Regions from separate parts of the Mus musculus genome. Here all the other regions are linked to region 4. A link is a contact called in public Hi-C and promoter capture Hi-C data. All regions are on one chromosome and are shown on one strand. The core of a region is the stretch at or near the end of the contact, and the rest is flanking DNA. Distances in the headings are between cores, read along the strand shown.

What was found. Hi-C and Micro-C count contacts between places; a contact is called where the count stands out from the background. Capture Hi-C pulls out chosen DNA fragments and counts their contacts.
Region 1: a promoter capture Hi-C map of liver shows a contact between it and region 4, with 3 times the contacts expected there. The contact joins the promoter of Zfp507 here to the promoter of Uba2 in region 4. A contact is called at or near these places in 2 of 39 promoter capture datasets (liver and pre-B cells) and 1 of 9 other capture datasets (liver).
Region 2: a Hi-C map of regulatory T cells shows a contact between it and region 4, with 6 times the contacts expected there. The contact joins the promoter of Rhpn2 here to the promoter of Uba2 in region 4. A contact is called at or near these places in 2 of 39 promoter capture datasets (liver and pre-B cells), 1 of 484 Hi-C or Micro-C datasets (regulatory T cells) and 1 of 9 other capture datasets (adipose tissue).
Region 3: a contact with region 4 is called in a promoter capture Hi-C map of liver, with 4 times the contacts expected there. The contact joins the promoter of Ankrd27 here to the promoter of Uba2 in region 4. A contact is called at or near these places in 1 of 39 promoter capture datasets (liver), 1 of 484 Hi-C or Micro-C datasets (B cells), 1 of 115 datasets of contacts at active chromatin or transcription factors (pancreatic cancer cells) and 3 of 9 other capture datasets (adipose tissue, liver and pancreatic islet).
Region 5: a contact with region 4 is called in a Hi-C map of CD8 T cells, with 5 times the contacts expected there. The contact joins the promoter of Pdcd5 here to the promoter of Uba2 in region 4. A contact is called at or near these places in 2 of 39 promoter capture datasets (both in liver), 2 of 484 Hi-C or Micro-C datasets (B cells and CD8 T cells) and 2 of 9 other capture datasets (liver and pancreatic islet).
Region 6: a contact with region 4 is called in a promoter capture Hi-C map of adipose tissue, with 2.5 times the contacts expected there. The contact joins the promoter of Dpy19l3 here to the promoter of Uba2 in region 4. A contact is called at or near these places in 1 of 115 datasets of contacts at active chromatin or transcription factors (large pre-B cells) and 2 of 9 other capture datasets (adipose tissue and liver).
Region 7: a promoter capture Hi-C map of liver shows a contact between it and region 4, with 4 times the contacts expected there. The contact joins the promoter of Cep89 here to the promoter of Uba2 in region 4. A contact is called at or near these places in 2 of 484 Hi-C or Micro-C datasets (CD4 T cells and Th1 cells) and 2 of 9 other capture datasets (adipose tissue and liver).

The regions. Positions count from the first base shown.
Region 1 is chr7:35,801,374-35,804,306 of GRCm38.p6, forward strand. It overlaps Zfp507 (zinc finger protein 507), which reads right to left and starts at 1,616. Exons shown (of 7, transcript NM_177739.3): 1 at 1,461-1,616; 2 at 65-155. E130304I02Rik (RIKEN cDNA E130304I02 gene) reads left to right here and starts at 1,219. Exons shown (of 3, transcript NR_033567.1): 1 at 1,219-1,648.
Region 2 is chr7:35,332,627-35,335,775 of GRCm38.p6, forward strand. It overlaps Rhpn2 (rhophilin, Rho GTPase binding protein 2), which reads left to right and starts at 1,611. Exons shown (of 15, transcript NM_027897.4): 1 at 1,611-1,785. The coding sequence starts at 1,717.
Region 3 is chr7:35,584,874-35,587,767 of GRCm38.p6, forward strand. Ankrd27 (ankyrin repeat domain 27 (VPS9 domain)) reads left to right here and starts at 1,374. Exons shown (of 29, transcript NM_145633.3): 1 at 1,374-1,496. It overlaps Rgs9bp (regulator of G-protein signalling 9 binding protein), which reads right to left and starts at 709. Exons shown (of 1, transcript NM_145840.3): 1 at 1-709. The coding sequence starts at 347.
Region 4 is chr7:34,166,819-34,169,788 of GRCm38.p6, forward strand. Uba2 (ubiquitin-like modifier activating enzyme 2) reads right to left here and starts at 1,711. Exons shown (of 17, transcript NM_016682.2): 1 at 1,555-1,711. The coding sequence starts at 1,692.
Region 5 is chr7:35,646,064-35,648,856 of GRCm38.p6, forward strand. It overlaps Pdcd5 (programmed cell death 5), which reads right to left and starts at 1,419. Exons shown (of 6, transcript NM_019746.4): 1 at 1,243-1,419; 2 at 81-118. The coding sequence starts at 1,308.
Region 6 is chr7:35,752,726-35,755,807 of GRCm38.p6, forward strand. Dpy19l3 (dpy-19-like 3 (C. elegans)) reads right to left here and starts at 1,729. Exons shown (of 19, transcript NM_178704.3): 1 at 1,530-1,729; 2 at 1-31.
Region 7 is chr7:35,395,647-35,398,548 of GRCm38.p6, forward strand. It overlaps Cep89 (centrosomal protein 89), which reads left to right and starts at 1,417. Exons shown (of 19, transcript NM_028120.3): 1 at 1,417-1,560; 2 at 2,344-2,450. The coding sequence starts at 1,522. It overlaps Faap24 (Fanconi anemia core complex associated protein 24), which reads right to left and starts at 1,121. Exons shown (of 4, transcript NM_178643.5): 1 at 567-1,121. The coding sequence starts at 672.

The sequences.
Region 1 (2,933 bases), core at 366-2,865, 1.6 Mb after region 4:
TGGGTCCAGTCACAGTGGTGGCGGTTTATAAATAAGGCATCTCAGTGAGATGTAAGTGACTTACCCAAGGTTACATGGCTGTTAGTGGCAGAGCCAGTGTCTTTCCAATCAATTTCTGAAACAGATAGTCTCCTGGATCGATATTCACAATCCAGCTGTGGCCAAGAAGGAAATAAACACCATCAAACACGTCTCTCCATTGGCGGGCGAAACACAGTAACTTATTTCGGCAGTGAAGAAACTTCCAATACTTAACATTGAAAAGAAATTTCGGAAAGCTGTTCATGCAATGTAATTGTGTGAGGCAAATTTACATAATTTACTTAACAAGTAGAGGATTTTGCAGAAGCTAAAACAAATCAGCCTGGAAAACTTCTAACAATTGTATATTTTAAACCTCCCCCTCCATGTAAGTAATTCACTCAGCAAACTACTGCTTTTACTGACATAATTTTCTAACCAATATGGAATAATAAATGACATATTGCTATTCTAACTTTAACCGAAATTACAGCCTAAGGGGTGATTATGTAAATTAGTCAAACACAGTGGGCAGAAGAGTACCATGAAAAGATGCGACAACGTGGCTTGACCTATATATTCTCCAAAGCAGTTTCCTGCCCTGGTCCTCCTTTTTTTTTTTGGCTACTGTTTTCCTATTGTTGCTTTAAAGTAGGCTTATTCGGTTCCCTTAGAAAGTAACTTAGCGATTACAGTTAAGTAAAATTAGTACACCGCTAGGGCATCCTCCGAGTTTCCAGAGTTACCATGGTAAAGGAATGAAGGGTCAAACTTTCTCTTTTTAATCAATATAGCAATCCATACACAGAATCAGACCAGTAGAGTAGAAAGTACAAACTCAGACAGAAAAGGGGGTAAATCCAGTAATTGCCTTGGGCCATGTAGACTGAAAGCAAATTCCTGTCCACTGTCAGCAACCTTTGGTGGGGGTGGCTGCCTGGACCTAATTAATCACCCAGGCCTCGGACTCCAAACAACGATCGGGATGCCCCAGGTCTGGAAAGGTGGGCACTTTCACCAATGGTCTCAGCGATCTCTGGAAAGATCAGTCAATCCCAGAGGATGTGTACGTGTGGGAGGCCACGATTGCTATTTTTCGTTTGCGCTGGCATTTCCTACACCACGCAGTGCTTAAAGGACGGGGGATTAAAGAAACTTAAGCTCCATCCTGGCTGGCCTAAGCGCTTTCACGTCTCCAGAAGGCAAAGGCGCTTCAGCGGGACCTGGGGAGCAACGGGACCCCCACCCCCAGCGGCACGGCGGGCCCGGGGTCTCCACAGGCCCGACAGAGGGACGACAGTACACACAGGGCCCTGGAGCTCAGGCTCGGGTGCGTGGCAGTGCCGCGGGCGTCACCGGCGAGGAGGAAGCGGGCGTCACCAGCGAGGCCGCACATGGCCGGCGGCGCTCAAGCGGAGGGGCGGCCCGGGGCGCGGTACCTGCGGTCGGGCGGCGGGCTGCTGCTCCTGCGAGCCTCCTTTGGCCGGCCGGGACCCCACCGTACCCTCGCCCTCGTCCGCCTCGCTCCCGACTCCTTTCCCTCTCTTTCCCCCTTTTTGCCCCTTCCTCGGCCGTGGCTCCAAGATGGCGGCGCCGAGACAGATCACGTGAGCGGCGAGCCGGTCAGGTGAGCCTGGAGGCGCGCGGCGTGGGCGGGGCTGTGGTGGGGTGGAGCCACCACAGACCACGCCCTCTGGCAGAAAGGGCCTTAAGGCTCTGGGCAGATGCTGTGGCCATCCAGGTCCTGTCAGAGCTGGTGTTGGTCTAGAACTCAGTTGATATCCACTGTGGCCTCAACCTGCTGGGGCATTCTTCATCCCCTCATTTACCCCATCGTTCTTTACATCCTTGTGCTTGTGAATCTGGCTGGACTTTTTTTTTTTTTTTTTTTTTTAAAGTTTATCGAGGGCTGGAGCGATGGCTGGAGTGATGGCTGGAGCGAGGGTTGGAGCGATGGCTCCGTGGTTGCTCTTATAGAGGACACAGGTTTGGTTTCCAGCACTCATACAGTGGCTCACAACCATGTGTAACTCCACTTCCAGGGACTCAGAAGCTCTGGCCTTCTTCTGACCTCCACAGACTCCAGACACACACATGGTGCTCAGGTATACAGATAAGTAAGCCATTCACACACACAAAATATTATCTACGTATTTATTTATTGTTATTTGTGGAGACTTGTGGTCAGAGGAGAATTTTCAGGAGTCTGTTCTTTCCTTCCATGGTATGGGTTCTGATATTGAACTCAAACCTTCAGACTTGGCAGCGAGTACCTTTACCCATTGAACCACATACCTCCTAGATAAATGCTCTTCCACTGAGCTATTGAGTTTCCTGAAACAACTCATCCTGGCTTCTAATTCCTTATGTAGTTAGCCCAGGCAGACATTTGAAGTTGTGAACCTCCTGCCTCAGCCCTCCAGGGTAGCTTGGGAGAGTAGATGTGTCTCCACCATACCAGGCTCTAATTGGAGCTATTATTTTTTTCAGGCATCGTATGCTGAAAAATGTAGAGGTCCTAACCGTATGTCTGATGAGAGGCAGTGCTGGCTCTGGGTCAAAAATACTTTCTTTTTTTTTTTTATGTTTAAAATTTAAAAAAGCATTTATTGATTCGTGTGTGGAAGACAGAGGACAATTTTCTGGAGTTGGTTCACTTTTTCTCCCGTGTAGGTCCCAAGGGTTGAACTCGGGTTGCAGCTTTGATAGAAAGTTCTTTTACCAACTGAACCTTCTTGCGGTCCTTGAAAGATTTTTCAGGAGTTGTAAGGTCTGACTTGGTGAGCTTGCGGTAATAACTCCGAGCGAGCCGTCATGTTTGTCGTTTGGATCTGTTTCCGTGAAGTATCTGCTCTGCTGTAACAAACCCTGTTGGGTCCTGTGCTAATACCATGAATACAAACTGAGAGAAG
Region 2 (3,149 bases), core at 361-2,860, 1.2 Mb after region 4:
TATTTATTTTTTAACTTTTTAACGTATGTTAAGCTGTTGCTTTTGTTTATTTTCAAGAACTTATTTTAAACCTCTCGAACCGTCTAAATATATATTTATTTACTTTCGATGTTTTTACATTTATTTATTTTGTGTGTTTGCTGGGGGGTTGGAGGGGGAATGCATGTGCCATGGCGCACGTGTGAGGTCAGAGAACCTGTGGAAGTTCTTTTTTGCACCTTCTACCCTATGGGTTCCAGGGAATGGAACTCAGGTTGTCAGGCTGAGCGGCAAGCACTTTTATCCTCTGAGCCACCTCTGCAGCCATACTAACACCATTTTTGTTGTTTGTTTTTGTTTTTCGAGACAAGGATTCTCTGTGTAGCCTTGGCTCTGAGACCCGCTTGTCTCTGCCTCCTGAGTCCTGAAATTAAACGCCCCTGGCCCCTAAAACACTTCTTAAAGAGCATGAAAACGGTTGGTTAGTTTTGAAAGCCGAATCTGAGGTTTACACTGCGACCCACAGACCTCCAAAGGCAGAAGACAAAGGTGTTTTTTGGTGGTGGTGGCGGCGGTGAGGAAGGAGTCTACAGGCTGGGGGCTCTAGGCTCCTGCAGATGTAGCCCGATGTGCTACCAATATCCGACGCCAGTTTACCTACTCTCCAGTAGGAGGTTCCGCGAACCCCGAGCCTAAGGAACCCCCTGCTACTCCTGTACTAACCACATCGATACCTATAACACGAGACCAGCCAGAGAAAAAATCACTTGGGCTTGAGAACTGAGAAAACCGAGTTTGGGAACTCTGGCATCCTTAAAGACACCTGCAGAATTCCTGTGCACAAAGCCTGCTCAGTAGGTGGCCCCCTCTCCCGACGACTTCTGCTACCCAAGCGCTCGGAGGCCTCCTCTCCTGCAAACAGCTTTCCGTCCTTCCTGGCCAGAGCCTTTAAAAGCTTCCGAGCAGCGAATGAACTGGTCATGAATGTCCGCGTCCCTGAGTGGGAAAGCAAACGTATTTAGTTCTCTGCATTTACTATTCCTAGGGCTCCAGAGAAAGGGCGAATTTGGGTTTCGCTACGTTTGCTGAAACCCCGATCCCGCTGGCTGCGCCACCTTAACGCTCACAAGGTAGTGAGCTGTGAACAACACTCAGATTAAGATCGAAGGCTCAGCAAGAGCTCCATTCTAGACTCGCGGCAGACAGCACTTAACACTTGCATGGGGCAGGGGCGCGGTCTATACAATCAAGGGCAGGGCTTCAGGGCTCTGGCTTCAGCCTCGGGCGGGGCTGGAGGAGGACCGTGCGTGTTGTGGGCGGGGCCTTAGTTGAGCGGGGCGAGGCTACAGAGTTAGGTATCCGCCTCCGGTAGGACTGGATGGTGGAGGGGCGGGGCCTAGGCGAGATGGGGCGTGGCTCCAGAGATCAGGGGTGGGGCTCACTCTGGGATGCAGGAGGACTGCAAATGCGGGGGGCGGAACTGTAGGGCTTGGGATTCGCCTCTTGGGAGGCTGAAGGCGGGGCCTAGGTGGCAGAACTGAGTTCCAGGCTCGGGATCTGCCTAGGTCCAGGTCTTGCTAAGAGGGGCGGAGCTCCAGATATCTGGCGCTCTAGGGCTCGGGCGGGGCGGCAGGGCGGCTGGCTGGTCGGGGCGGGAGCGGGGGCGGGTCCCGGCGCCTCCTGGGGCCCTTAGTAGCCACTGCACCTCAGTTCACCCTGGACTCCCGCGCTGCCAGCATGACCGATACGCTGCTACCCGCGGCTCCCCAGCCGCTGGAGAAAGAGGGTGACGACTACTTTCGAAAGGTGAGTGGCGAGTCAACAGACCCTCTCTCTCTGTCCTGGCAAACTGCGGAGCGTGCTGAAGGGGCTTGAGGCGGGGGTCGGCTTGGACTGGAGGGGGAGGGGAAGGAGAAGGGAGAGACCCGCAGAGTTGGTGCGGGCCGAAGGGCGGAGAAGGGGGGTCGAAAGGGGATTGATTGCGCGGGGCTTGGAGCCCCGAGCAGATGGCAGCCGGGCTGGGGCGTGCAGGTGCACAGGCAAGCCACACGCAGGTGGGAACCTGGGGAGGTGATCCGGATGGCCCTGCCAGGCTTCTCGCGCTGGTGGGGAAAGGACCAGCTCCTGGCCACGCTGGCGAGCTCGGTCGGTCCCTCTGCACTTATACCGCAGCTCAGTTTCCACCCGAGCGCTTAGCCATGGTGCATCTGGAGGGCGAGTTTTGCTCTTTTGCCTCCCAAGTGCTTTCAGCGTTGGCCCCCTTCGACTTCTTGGTAAGGGAGAGTGGATGCTGCAAGGGGACCTCGGGCGTGCCCCTTCGTTTGTCCTCGCCCAAGAGAGCCAGAGAACCGGAGTCTCACTCTTCCAAAGTGGATTTATCTGTATTTGGTTGTCCGAGAGACCGAGAGGGCGAGACTGGACTCTGCGCGCTTGGCACGTCTTGGCGCTCCTGGGCAATTAATGCGACTGCCTTTCGCCCTGGAACTCAGTTCCTCAAAAGCGACCCCATTAGGCGCCCACAGCGGTGCTGGGATTGCCCAACAGCTGCTGGCTTTCAAAGGCACTTTAGAGGTGCGAATCACTGTGACAGACTCCTCACCTTCCTCTTGGGTCCCTAGAGAGTCTAAAAATAGCTTTTGGACTTTGGCCAAGGATCACCTGGTGGGTTGAGAGATTGTCGTGGATATTTTTCTAACTGATACGATCGAAGGCGCAGCGAGCAGTCATGAATAGGGAAGTGAAACTGCTTCCCACAGAGCAATCAATTCTTAATTGTTCGTAAATGGGCTTGGCAGCTTCCTTCTCCCGCGGGACTCTGGCATCTTAAAGAACTTTTGCTCACACGTGAAGTAGTAATAGAAAAGAGGGAAATCTGGAGACAGGTGGGGACAGTGGGCAATTTTTAAAGTTCCTTTTGGCATTTAAAAAAGTTTTAAAGTATATTTAAGTTGAAAGATGTCATCATGGAATTACAGGATTATAACTTCTAATTATGTGTGGCATTTGGGCCAGAGGATCACAGGCCAGAATTGCAGGAGGTTGCTTGGCCTGGGAATCTCAAGATGTCCAACCTAAGGCCCTAGGGCCTGGCTGCCACCCCCACAAAATTGCTTTACAGCCTCCAGCAAGTTGCTGTCTCTTTGTGGGATATCAGTTCTTGCTAGATTGTT
Region 3 (2,894 bases), core at 124-2,623, 1.4 Mb after region 4:
CCAGTGCGAACAAGTGGCCGGCGCGGCGCGTGCAGCGGGAAGGTGGCTCCCAGCGCTAGTGCGCGCTGCATGTCGGCTTCGAGCAGGTCCAGGCAGCCTGAAAAGGCCACCCAGAGCCGCTCAAACTCCGCGCGCTCCTCGGTAGCTAAGCTCCGGTCCCGGAGCGCGACGGTCAACCGGGCGCCGGTGGCCACGGCCAGCTCCCGCGCCTTCTGGCGGGTCTTCTGCAGCTCTTCGCGTAGGTCCTGAGTGTCCGCGGAGCCGCCCACAGTAAGCACTAAGTGATGGTAGCACGCTGTGGTCTTGTTGAGCGCGTCCAGCAGCGCCTTGCACTCCTCTCTGGCCATGGCGCTGCCCTCCGGCGGTACCCTACTTGCAACCTTCAACGTCGTAGGTCGCCTCCAGCCCTGATGCCAGCCTTGAGCAGGGCGGACTGAAAGCTCCTCATGTCCTCGCCGCTGTTCTCAACAGAGCTCTCCAGGGACCCTTGAGGTGCGCCTCCGGCGTCCCCACGGCTGGGGTAGTCTGGTTAGCTTCTCCCCATCCGCTCCTCCATTTCCCCCAGACGCGCTCCGGGTCACGCGTAGTGTCTTTGCACCACTTTCTTTTTCACGGCGGCTCCCTGAGAAGCCCAGAGTGAAGACCCCATCCTTGATCGACCCCAAGTCTCCAAGACGAGCCGCGCGCCTTAGCCCCGGCCAAGGGCAGCAGGATCCAGTTTCCTAGGACACGCCTCCAGCCACCAGTCCAGGCCCGGGGCTTCCTCCGCCCGCCCCCCCCGCCCCCTCCCCGCCCCCGGGCCAGGGGTAGGCGGGGCCCAGCCCAGGTAGATCAAGTGTGGCTTTCCCTCTTCTCCCTACCATGATAATTCTGGAACCTTAGCGCCCTACAAATTCAAGGTTTTTTTTTTTCCTACTTTGCAGACGAGGAAAAGTGAGACTCGGTAGAAAGAATGCTTAGCTTATCGCAGCCCATGCTAGTGAAGGGAAAGGACCAAGGGACTAGACCCTGTAGGCAACAGAGTAGGGTGGCTCGGAAGTCTGGGCACCTCCAGTTTGCATCACCAGTAGCACGGGCGATCGACCGGGTAGGATTGTTACTTAGTTGGAGCTCTCTTCTTCATCACAGTCTAACCCCATTTCAGGGGCCCAGCTTGGACCCCACCCCTAATATCAGATCTTCCTTAGGTCCCGCCTCTCGAATTCTGGGCACGCGCACTCCCTGGTTCTGGGCGGGGCTAGCTTGAGTAGGAAGCGCGGAGTCGCCTGGGCCCCACCTCCGACTGAACTAGACTTAATGATTGCTCTGTTTACGTGTCAGTCTCGACTAAAACGACCTCTTATTGGACAGACTGGAGCAGGGTTCCGCCCAACGGCGGAGTAAAGAGGTAGGCTGAAGAGTGGAGCCACCGCACCCGGGTGGTGGGCACTCAGGTCCCAGCCCAGGGTCCGGGAGGTGCTGTCGTAGCACAGAGGTGAAACTATGTAGCCTCTTAAGTAAGTGTCTTCTGCGGGTATCCTCCAGCGCCTCCCTACTCTGGGGAACGCCGAGGTCGGGCGGGGCCTGGGAGAGGAAGGGGGAGGGGTTCCCTGCACTGAAGGGGAGCCCCAGGCTGGGCTGATGGGCCCCAGGGGCCCGGACCCGTGGCGGGCTGAGCCTCCCAGCTCTCCCGTTCCTCTGCGGTCCGCATCGCGGCGCGCACGTTGTCCACTAGGTCCAGAGGGATGCCTAGGCGGCGCGGAGAATGCATCTGTTCCTGTGGCACCACGGCAGGCCTGGGTCCCCCGGAGCTGGGACTTGGGGCAGTGGGCAGAGCTGTCGCTCCCAGGCCATGTGGCCTGGGAGGTTTTCCGGTGACCAAACTGAGGGAGGAGGCTGTGTGTTCAGATCCTGGTCTAGGCCAGCTGATTGAGTTTCCGCCGGGGCTGAAAGTGGAAAGGGTATCCCTGCCTGCTTTACACGTGGCGAGGTCCTCTCGTCCTGTATGTAGAGAAGACTTATGGAAAACTCAGGTACCCAGAGACGTACAACCACACAGAGTGTGTTCGGTTTCTTGGTTGAAAACGGACTGCCCAGATGCGCGCGCGCCAGGCGGTGCCCCTCCAGCCTCTCCTCCAGCTCCAGGGGACCTGGACACTCAAGGCGGGGTGGGTGGCAGGGGAAGCAAGTGACACATCACCATCTAGGAGTGAGAGGCTTGGGATAAGAGGGCTAGTGAGACTGGACAGACAGAGTTCTCAGTGGCTGGGATTTCTGTTTCATTCTGTGGAGAGATGCTCCTGTTTACATCAAACACTGTAAACTTCCCATTGATCCGGAGCGAAAGCAGCACATAGTAGGGTTTTCAGAGTCCCCCAGTGCAGGCCGTGGTGGTGTGTCAACCGACAGGATCTAGGGCCCTGAACCCCAGTACTTACTGTCACTCAGGGGTCTTTCCTTTAGCCAGCTCAGCTGTCGGTTTGCATTCAGAATTTGGATATTGTGAGACTTAGCCATTCTTGGGGCAGGGCGGGGTGATGATTGCAGCCACGCAGGAGCCACCCACCCCCATGGGTTTTGATAGGGGACTAGGTTTGGGGACCGAATGGGTGGAAGGAGGGAGAACCCATCCCTTTGGGAAGCTGTAGGGCATGGGGAATGATGGGGCTTAGAAAATGGACAATGGCCAAACACCAAGTATGGATCATTCAGCTTGTTAAGGGGGGGTGGGGGTGGGGGAGGAGGCTTGGCGGGGCGGGGGTGGGGGGGAGAAGGAAAGACAGAGGAATACTGTATAGGAGTATTGGAGAGGTCACTTGGGTGTGGTTCACCAGGACAGGTATGTGTGCAATTGGGAGGCAGAGGAAGAGAATGGGCAGAGGAGATGTTGTTGGGAAAGCAGCCAGGGTCTTGCA
Region 4 (2,970 bases), core at 461-2,960:
CCACACTCACGTTAATTCCTTATCTACACATTCACTCAGGATTACTTGAGGGCTGTTGAAGAAAATGCCCTATGTATGGTAAAATAAATAAGTAAAGTAAAATCTAGTCTAGGAGCCGTCGTAGATGGCTAAACAGTTAAGAGTGCTGGCTGCTCTTGCATAGGACCAGGGGTTCAATTTTCAGGCTCAACATGGTGAGTCACAGCCATTGCTAACACCAGCTCCAGGGATCCAACGCCCCCTTCTGGCCTCTGGGGGCACCAGGCACAGACACAATGCAGGCAAATGGCCCATACACGTAAAATAAAGGAAAAAGTTTAAAGTAAAATTAAATTTTAATCTAATTGCTACTTTAAAGGGGAAAAGAATTAACATCATTTACATTCTATTTCAACAAACTTACATAAGCAACAAAATGTTCTCATCATCAAACATTCTAAAGTTTAGAGTAGTATGGGAAAATTATGGAACATAATCATTGAAATATTCATTTGTACTTCAAAGTTCACTATAAAAATTTAACCAAAGAAAATTAAAACAGAGAACAAGCATTTACTTTTTCAATTCACTCCTGTCTATTGAAAAATCTACTCTTAAAATAGCATCAAGCGTCACTAGCATATTATGGATTATACTATTTTCTATGGACCAAAACTGGGTGTGAAGCCTGACCAATGAAGAATGTTTCCCTCCAATTCTGCCTCAGCTGAAACCCTGACACCTGCAATTTCATCCCGTGTTTCTGTTAAACCTTAAGGCATCTTCAATTCACATCCAAGGTTCATATAATATCTCCAACACATTCACAAATTACAGGGGTTTCCTGTCATTGCACATTACGCTAACGCAAAACTTAAGAATCCTGACAACCAAAAAAAAAAATTTTTTTTTAATTTCTTGGGTAAGATGTTGCTACGTAGCCCAAGCGGACCTCAAACTTCCAGTTCTACAGTCTCTCGATGCACGGATTACAGTCTGTCACCCAATCCTGCAAACCCCAGGGAGTATCTATAATGACATAAACACGGATCTGCACGATGCCCAGACCAGAGGAGCGCGAGCCCCAAGGAGTCTAACCAGCCACTTACGGCGTGCCCCCAGGGTAAGTTACTCAACCTCATAGCGTCTCACTTTCCTCATCTGTTAAAAATAAAACGGGATGCAGACAGCACTTGCAACCTGAGGGCCGGTGGCAGACTCGGGAATGAATGCACGTGTGCACGCCCGGCGTGCTGTGGCTGGTGGCTGCAAACCGCTCGGCCGCGGGATCGTTATTTTAAGTTGGAGAATATTTGAATTAAAGTCACAGCATCTACAGGGTCTCTTCTTGCATCCCAGTGTAACTGGGGAAACTGCCTCGGGAGGCGGCGCGCGCAGGCCCAGGGAGCCGAGGGCCGCGAACAGGAGGTCCGGAGAGCCGGAGTCCCGCGTCCCACCAACCCGCTTCCCGCACGGTGATCCTAACCCCAGGCCTCTCGGGCCGCGCCGCCCTGACTCCCGCCCGGAACCGGGCCCCGCAGGCAGACCGCCATTCACCCGGAGCCCGGGCCTCACCAGGTCGATGTGGGAGAAGCCAGTGAGCACCAGGTTCTTGAGCAGCTCACAGCCGATCCCACCCGCGCCAACCACCAGCACCCGGCCGCCGGACACCGCCTCGGCCAGCTCCCGGGGCAACCCCCGCGACAGTGCCATGGCGGGACGTCTACGAGCCGCCTCACAGTCGGAGGCGGGAGAACCAGAGCGGCAGCCGGAAGTCGGTGGGGGAAGGGCAGCGCAGCTTCCGCTCCTGCGCAGTGCGGCCGCCATCCCGCCCCGGGATGGGCTCAGGCGACACCCTGAGTCCTGGGATTACTTCTCACACAATTCCAGAGGAACACAAACCAGCTCTCAGCCTGAGATGCCTAGGGTCACCTTCTAAAGACCTCGGTTTGAATTCCCAACAAAAGCTCTTTATTTAAAGGTTAAAAAAGCTATGACCCGGCCGGGAAGTGGTGGCACACGAGGAGGATTTCTGAGTTCGAGGCCAGCATGGTCTACAGAGTGAGTTCCAGGACAGCCAGGGCTACACAGAGAAGAAACCCTGTCTCGAAAAAACAAAAGAAAGAAAGAAAAAAAAGCAGGAAACACATATTAAACGACATACAACATAGCCACATTTATCAATATACTCCATGAGCTGGACCGATGGCCCAGAGGTTAAGCGCACATACTGCTACTGCAGAGGACCTGAGTTCAGCTGTCAGCATTCATATTAGGCAGCTCAACACTACCTGTAACTCCACCTACTAGGGATCTAACACACTCTTCTGGCCTCAGCAGGAAAACAGACACACATACTGCTTACATCCTCACAAATACATTCTCATACACATAACAAAAAATAACAATAAACCTTACAACTATATTCCAATATTAAAATTTTCAGCAATGCAAAAACTGCTATTATTTTTGCACCCACCAAATTGATGAAATATACTGTGGCTTTTGTCAACCACTCATGACTGCTAACGCTCTTGCTTCTGTTGACCATTGTTTGTCAATCATTCATGGCTGGTAACACTCTGAGGATAAGCCATGGAGCTAGAATGCCTCAGATGGAAATCAGGTCACAGAAACACTAATTTTCCTCTACTTTTCTGTCTTGGAACTGACTGTAAAGAAGTTCTCTGATTCACGCTGACTCCGGTACAGTCAGCATCAGTTATGAGACTGTTTCCTGTGTGTCTGCCACATGTACACACACTACATGTGGAGGCTAGTGTGCCCTTCCCCCCAGCCTTGAGCTGGCTGAATCAGACCGGTTTCTGCCACAGTAGGCTAGCCCACCCAGGGTGGAGTCTTCTGACCTAGGTGAAGTCTTTTGTCTGCCACATCTGCAGCTTCCTGCAAGAAGCTACCTGCAGAACAGCTGAGCTTGCTTTCCTGAGGTGATCCTGACAAAGTGGGGGATGGGTCTCCCCCCTTTAAATT
Region 5 (2,793 bases), core at 169-2,668, 1.5 Mb after region 4:
ACCAATTCCAACTACTAAATAAAAGCCAAAAGCTCAATCTATGAAACCACTCTTCCAGAAAGTTCTAGTTCCAGCCCTACCTTTGCTTTGCTTCCTGTTGGGCTGCATCACCAGGATCCTGAAAAAAAAATAATTTTTACCTTTTAATGGAGTGGAACTTCAAAAGAAGAGAGAAGAACACATGGGTCAGGGAAAGGTGGGGTGAGGCACATTTGTCACCATAGTTAGCACTTAGGAGACACAAGAATCTCAAGTTACCGGCCAGCCTGGGCTATAAACAGAGACCGTATTCAAAATAAAGTAAAATACCAAATAAATGAAAACAAAAATAAAGGGCTTATTCGATATTCTTTCTGCTATAATAGGTTCCCGAGGTGGAAACTGGACCTCACCAAAAAAAAAAAAAAAAAAAAAAAAAAAAAATCAATAAGTCAGTTTCCATTTGCAATGTTGTGTTCGTTTTATTAAATAAGGGCTGAGGGTGGAACTCAGGGAAGAGAGGGTGTTGTGTATGCTAGGTAAGCACTGTGGCCCAGGCTAACCCCCACTCCCAGCCCCACATTTCCCAAGCGTCTCAAGTCACAATCTAAAAGAATGTTTGAGAACGCACACATTCCTGAAAAGGCCCCGGTATCATGGAGCCCTATTTTTAACCAGTGAGAAGACTGGAAAAAAGAGACCCTGGCTTGGCACGAAAGATGCTGGCTCAAAGGCTCAAATGCTTGCCACTGAGGTCACCCACCACCACTAGCGTTTGTCCCAAGGCAAGTTTACAACCCGCTACTCCCTCCTAGCCGGCACCGCAGGGGCTGAGCACCATCTCTGGAGTCCGCGGTTCGACTCCCGCCCGGGGAGGCGCTGTCAGAGCGGCGTCCTCCGCACCAGAGCTCAGAGGATCCCCCTCTACACAGCGCGGGCTTCCGGTCGGCAAGACCCCCCCCAATCCGAGGACACCCCAATCCCGGCGAGGATCGCCTGAGGCTCGACGGCAGCGAAAACCGAGACTTGGGGGGTGGGGTGGGGGGTGACTCGAAGGCGCGCACACCCCAACCCGCACAAGCCTCACGCGGGACCCTACGGCAGCCGAGGAGGCGGCGGTGACCTCCGGGGACACCCCCATCCCCGTGGGCACACACACGTTGCCATGGGGTACGCGGAAGCCGGGGTCCCACGAGCAAACGCCGAGAGCCTGTGCCTGGGGCGAGGGCGTCACCTCGCCCGCCCGCCCGCTCGCTCACTCACTCCATGCTTGGCCTGCAACTCGGCCAGCCTCTGCTTCCTCAGCGCCTCAAGTTCTTCGTCCGCCATGGCGCGGCTGTCCCACGTCGCGCAGGCGCAGCGGCCGTCGGGGGTCGCGCAGCCGCAGCCGCCCTCCGGTACACTCGGTTGGAATCGCTTCGGCCGGAGACTCGAGCCCGGCGCCTTCGACTGCGCAGACGCGAGTGATGCTCAGGCATCAAAAGTCGAGTGCCGAGTTGGGGCTGCCGGGCCTCGGCCAGGGTGCCTTGCAGAGGACCGATCCTGCGATGGGAAAAGGGGCAGAACCTCTAAGAGGGCGCTTGTGGGTTCCCAGGCTCTGAACTGCGCGTTAACACGCCCCACCCTAATGATTCCTAGGACTGGCAATGGCGCAGTTCTGCAAGGTGTAAACTCCTTAGTCGACGCCCTGTCTGCTTTACCCCAACCCCCAAGGGCCTTTGCTGAGAAGATGCTGTGTGTGTGAGTGTGTGTGTGAACTATGGCAATACACACACACACACACACACACACACACACACCCTGATTTTGGAGTGAGGGTCCCAGTAAGGGATGGAGTGGGTGGAAAAAAAAACTGCTCAATTCTCCAATCCTGTGACTTGCTTATGGTATATGTATTTTAATTTTTCCAAATACATCTAACCATTTTCATTATATATATATATGGAGGTAAGGGATGAGTGAGCCTGAGGAGACAAACATTGGACCCCTGGAGTTGGAGTTCCAAGCAACTGTGAGTCACCTGATATTGGGTTGAGAATCGAATTCTGGTGCTCTGGAAGACTAATACACACTTTTAACCACTGAGCCATCCCTCTAGCCCATATACCTACATCCACCCTGTTGAGCAATGGCTACTCTCTATAAATTTTTCATCATTACAAACTGGCACCCACTCACTAAATAGAAATTATTTATTATCCCTGGTTCCCATTACAAAACAATGTTCTGTCTGTATAAAATTGCCTATTCAAGCACTATTTATTTATGGCTGGCATATTTGACCAATCATATACCACCTTCAAGTTTTTTATCCATGTTGTACCATGAGACAGAACTTCATTCTTGATTGGATTTGGTGGGTGTGTGCCTTTAAAGTCGGCCAATCCAGGGGCGTCTGAGGCAGGAGGATCTGGAATTGAAGACCAGCTTGCCATTACATAGTGAGACTTTGGCTCCAACCAAACAAGCTCTCCCCTCCCCCATTTCATTATTTCCTGGCTGAACATATTTACTGTACAAAGCACATTAGATGTATTCATCAGTTTAACCTTGTTCACTTTTTGCTTAGTGTGAGTAAAGCCACTATCAATGCATGTGTTCAAATGCCTGCCTGCAATCCTGCCTTCAGTTATTTTAAATATGTATCTATGGATGGAATTGCTGTGTTAGGGACTGTGGTGGTTTGAAAGAAAATGGCCCCCAGAGGCTCTTAGGGAGTGGCACAGTTAGGAGGTGTGCCTTGTCGTAGGTGTGTCTCGGTTGGAAGGAAGTGTTTTTCTGGGACTCTGAGGTTTCAAGTGTGCTCACGCCATA
Region 6 (3,082 bases), core at 479-2,978, 1.6 Mb after region 4:
AGACTCATACGCATTGTTCTTCCAACCACTCCTACAAACAACATCCAGATGAATGCCCCATGGAAATGTCAGCACCCACTTTACCCAACACACCCTTATGTGCTTAAATGGCCTGTCTTAGCCTGCTGTCCCCTGCTCAGCAGACCCTCCCAAACAAATCTTAATCAGCCTTTAAAGATACAACACAAATGTTTAACTAAACCACATTGACGAAGCACCTTTCCTCCAGCAGGCACTGCCAAGAGGGAGTGATACAGGTAGGGATACAGGTGAGCCACGTGAAGATGCCCAGGACTTCTTCCAGGAAGCCATCTTGGATGCTGCACCCTTGTGATGTTTTCCCTCCCTGATTCCGTAACACTAACTGTGGGATTTGTTGCGTGACACAGTTTTACATTATTTTCTACAGTTCCTACAGAAAGTAGTGGGTCTGATTTATTCCCACAGAACTGACCACGTGGGAGGGATTCCTAGTAAACTTGTGACAGCCAGATTTTGAAGAACTGAAACACTGTTTCTGATACCTGAATTTTAGCACCTGTGTTCTTTGAAAAAAAAAAAAAATCCCTGCTAAGCTTTATGCCTGGATGTCAAAGACAGTAAGACAGTGCGGGGCTGTGCCAGTCAGGGTGGCTGCTCTCTCTGGGGAGCAACTGTGGGTGTAGCTGCGGGAGCAGTTACCTAGTTTGGAAGCTATGAGGGGGAGGCGGGGGTGTGGTGGTGGTGAGTAAGCTGGCTTCAGTCCCCCGGGAACATCTTGCCTGGTTCCTCTGACTAATGAATAGCGTTTTACTAATTATCTATTAAAGATGAGGAGTAGCCAGACGCGATTGTTTCGGCAGCTAATCCAACCTGCACTCTAGTTACCAAAGTCTATGTTTATCTAACGGAAAGGCTCTTGCTAAATACAACAGAGGAAGCCAACACCACACAATGCTTTTGTTAAGATTCATTCATTCAAAAATGCTCAGACTGAACACAGACTCAAATGCAGTGTGCTCAAAAAGCACAAGAAACGGGGGGGGGGGGGGGAGAGAAGAAATCTTTTCAAAGTCTTGCAGCCACAGCTGGAATCCTGTCCCCTCTTGAGGAGTTATACCCTCCCTGCTAGCCCTCGGCGGGTTAGGGCTATACAGGGGGCCCACCTTACATCTACCCTGAGCCTGGTAAAGCAGAAAGTTAACAAACATGCCAGGTGCTAATTACATTTCCCGTCTGCATGGCAACAGCCTCCCCAACTAGGAAACAAAAAGTTGCTCCGGCCAGCCGGACTCAAAGCCCTGCCAGACATTAGCAAAGAGACCCTAAGGCAATTCCTGGACTACTGACCAGGACGCGCGCCACTCCCCCGCACCTGGAGCCACTCCCCTGCGCACCTGGCGAGCCCACGCGAGGACCAGGTGCTAGCCGGCCCGGGGAACCTCGCGACACTCGCTCCCGCTCTGAGACGCTCCCTCCCACGCCCCGCCCACGTGTCCCGTAGACACTGCGCGTCCAGTCCCCTCGCGGCCCGACCCCCAGCCACAGACCTGCGGCCTCAGCAGTCCTCAGGGGCGGCTCGGGTTGGCAAAGAAGCACCCCGAGCACCCAGGCCTTAGGGACGCGCCCACTTCACGGGCTACAGCGAGGTGAAGACTAGGAGGACCCAGCTGTTCCCGGCTCTGTGCGGCGCGCTGCAAGGATGGGCCTGGGGGGCGTCTACAGCCCGGGGAAGGGGCGCGCCGGGGAGGCCGGGCCGCTACCGCTGCATTCATTGGTCCCGGCAGCTGTTCGTCAACGCAAGGCCCCGCCCCCGCCTCCCGCGCTGCCCCGCCCCGTCTCGTGCGGCGCACACCGGAAGGAAGAGGTACACTTCCGCTCAGAGGGCTGTTTTGGGGGTGTTAGGCTCCGAGGCAGGTCTTAAGCTTGGCTTGTTCCTGTGTTCGGAGTCCCTGGTGCCCCGAAGAAAGGTTACCCAGTCTCGGGGGACCTTCCCAGCTCTACCTCCTGCCTCCAATGTCCGGCTATATGCACTTTCGACGTTGTTTAGTGATAAAATCCGCAGACACTTTTGGGTCTCCAAAGACATGCCTCTCAGTCCCCACACCCCCAACCCATCCACACCCATCCTCCCGCCGCCGCCGTAGTACTGCTCTGGCCTTTGTTGTTAATTCTCCTCCTTAACATGCACCTTCAGTATTGAGTCCTAGATGTTCCTCTTATCTTTAAACTGCTTGTCAGCATCTTTTCCCTCTCTTTGAGACAGGGTCTCACTTTCTAGCTCTGGCTGGCCTGAAATTGCGTGTGGACCAATTTGGCCTCACGTCTGCCTCTGCCTCCTGAGTGCTGTGACTAAAGGAAGGTGTGCGCCAGACTGAGTTTTGGTAGTGGATGGCCCACTGAGATCAGTACCTACGAAAAGGCAGCCTGTCATCTAATTCCAACAAAAATTGTTCCATACACCCTGCCTTTCTTAGCTACCTGTCCCTGATAGATCTTTTTCTCTTTTGGTTGTCGACTGTTAATACCAAGAACACACTGCTCAGAATGCTTTATTAGATAGCCCCTCACCCCACACCTACTTAAAGTGATTTGTGGAACATGTAACTGGTGTGAGGCGCATGTCCCTGAGGGGAACAGTATTCAGCTGCTGCTTCATGTCTGTAACACGAGGCAAGAACTGTCATAAGAACGTCGGGTCGTAGTGCTTCTCATAGAAAGTGGGTGCGCACTAAGAGTAAAGTCTGAGATTTAAGGTCTTAGATGGCGCTCCTGTAGTCCTGCTGAGGAAGGAGGCTGCCGCAGGAGGATGACAAGTCCAACTCTTGCCTGGGCCATATGCAGAGACATAGAGTACTGGCTTGTCACAAGCATGCAGCAAGACGATGAGTTGTAGTGAAGCACGATAGAAAGGCAAGGGAAATTATGGAGGAAGGAGAAGGAATTTCCCCCATTCCACTGCAGATCTAGATGAACCCTCGCCAGCTGCAGGCAAGGATCCCAGCACAGAATACTTGCTGTAAAGTTTGCTAACAGAAATGATGAGTTCCTCTCATGGATCTTATGTTAAACAGGGTCTGCTTTAAGGCCCGAGTGTACTTGA
Region 7 (2,902 bases), core at 167-2,666, 1.2 Mb after region 4:
AGGGTTTCTCTGTGTAGCCCTGGTTGTTCTAGAACTCACTCTGTAGATGAGGCTGGCCTTGAACTCAGAGATCCTTCGGTCTCTGCCTCCCAAGTGCTGGGATTAAAGGTGTGACCCACCACCACCTGTCCTAAACCTCCTTTTTAATAAAATAAAACCCAAAGATTTATATGTAGGTTTTGCTCGCATATGTCTGTGCACATGTGCAAGCCTAGTGCCCCCAAAGGCCAGAAGAGGGAGGAGTCTGACTCCTTGAGCCACCATGTGGGTGCTAGGAATTAAACCACGATCCTCTGTAAGATAAGCCAGTCCTCGTAACCACGGAGCTCTCTCTCCAGTCCCCTTTCATTTTAGTCTATGTAACTATTTTGAGACAAGTTCTCATAGCCCAAGCTGGCCTTGAACTTGCTATGTAGCCCCAGGCTGGTCTCTAACGCAATGATTCTCCTACTTCAGTCTCAGGAGTGCTGGGATTGCAAAGGAACATCACCATACCCAGCATTTCTCTCACTCTCTCTTTTAACGTGCTGGGAAGAAAGGGGTATGACAGAAGACAGCTCACTGACCTTGCATCTCCTGAGCCAGTTGGGACCCGCGCCATTTTTCACTAGCCACAATATGTCCTAGTGGCACGTGGACCGGACCGGTCCCATCAGGCGGGTTCCTTTCCATCCGTGGTTTTGGTCTAAATGAGGAAAATGCAAGGTCTCACTAGAGCAGGCGCTGTTGCACACAGTTCTACACGAAGTCGGGACCTCTTTGACAGGATCTGTAGAGTGGATTTTCAGGCACTGAGCTACTTCAACCGAAGTCTGAATTCAAGAGATTATTTATTTTCAAAATAAGACTGGGTCTTCTTATCACGCTTGGCTCTGTACTGATAGTTGACTCCAGCTGGACTTGAACTCAGCAGCCCAAGTGCTAAAATGACAGCCGGGCGCCACTACCCCGAGCTAAACCCGGGAGATTTCTGTTTGAGTGACTCCGTCCCTCTTTGTAAGCACCTCCCTTAGCTCTGGTGTCCTAACAGGACGCTTACGGTGGCTCTTCCATTCGGTCCCTGTCCTTCTATTCGGTTCCTGTCCAGGGCTACAAAGGCAGGGAAGCTCACTGCGCCGGGGTCTAGAATCTCCGTGGACCTCACCTGAGGCCCTGCCACTTCCGGGTTCCCACAGCCCGGGAGCCCTCTTTAAAATTCTGACCGCCCTGGCCAGCGTTTTATTGGGTGATAGGTAAAAGATGGGCGTCTACTATAGCCAATAATCGAACGGAAGTCTCAGCTTGCTTCCTCTCTGGCTGGAATTTGAATGACGCCTTGCTGGGTTGTCAAGAGCAACGGGTGGCAGTAAAATTGACTCTGATAGGCTGAGACTCAAAACAGAGCCAATGTGAGACATGCTTGTTGTAAAGTCGGGGGTCCGCGGGAGCTAGGCTGTGGGGAGCTGTGCAGGCTGCGGGGTCTACCTTCCAGCTAGTCCAGCGCCTGGCGGCTCAACCCGCAGCCCTCAGCTCTCAGCCAGGATGCTCCTCAGCTTCCGCAGGAACCGCCGGAGCCAGTTCGTGAGTAGTTCCAGGCCTTCGAGTGCGGTTAAAAAAAAAAAAGATTTATTTATATGAGTGATCTATCTGCATGTATGCCTGCATAGCAAGAGAAGGTGTCAGATCCCATTACAGATGGTTGTGAGACAACATGTGGTTGCTGGCAATTGAACTCAGGACCTCTGGAAGAGCAGACCATGCTCTTAACCACTGAGCCATCTCTCCTGCCTTCATGTGCAGGTTTTAAAGACTGAGATAGGAGCGAGGCGGGATCGCTATCAGGGAGCATTAAATTCCAGAAACCCAGACTAAATGTTCCAAAGAACCCTTCATGTCCAGAGCCTGCCACAGACAGGAATCTTGGCCTCCCTGTCAGGATTCTCCTCTTAGCCGGGAGTTCACTCCTGTCTTGGAGAAAACTTCCCCCATGAGTTGATTCCTTTCCTATTTAGGGTATATTAGCCCAGCTCACTTAGTTAATCCTCTCTGGAAAAGCCCTCCCACAGACACCCAAAGGTGTGCTTCATTACACGGTAGGTATAGATTAGCCCAGTTCAGTTGACAATTGAAATCGGTCAGGAAAGCTGCCGTGAGCAGGGAGGTGTGAATGAATCGGATAGCCATGATGGTGTGCCCCAGTGAGTGCCCTTGCCTCACCAATGGGGATTGGGAACAGCGGCAGGTGTGTGTGTAAAGACTCTTGTGGGGCCGGATCCCTAGAGTGACCTCAGTTTGGGAGGTGATGGTGGCCCAGGAGCAAGGTGATCTTCTCCCGGTGACCTGCCTTGGGTTTCATTTGTGCAGAACCACATCATCCATGGCTTCCTCCCCGCAGCCAGCATCGCTCCGAAGCCAGCGGTGCCACGCACACCCCCTCCTCGGAGCCCCAACCCTTCTCCAGAGAGGCCCAGGTAAGTCCCAAGATGAGCAGCACCGAGGGTCACGCCCGTGCTTGACCATCAAGTCCTGAATCCTGGAACTGATCACACTAGCCAAAAGGCCACAAGTAGAGGGCTAGACTATTACGCTCTGTGGTTACCTCTGCTCAGAGATGCACTAATATGGCTTCTCTGAGCATCAGTGGACTTGTCTGGGGTGTGGTACCTTCAATGGAAGATCTCAGATTTCAGGATTGGGTACAGTTGGTGCCTACTAAATATGAAGCACCAAATTTAAGTTAATCCTTCCATCCATCTTTCCTTCCTTCCTTCCTCCATTCCTTCCTTCCATCCTTCCTTCCTTCCTTCCTTCCTTCCTTCCTTCCTTCCTTCCATCTTCCCTTCCTTCCTTCCTTCCTTCCTTCCTTCCTTCCTTCCTTCCTTCCTCTTTTCTTCCTGGGAGTGGAAGCCAGGGCCTGTGCATG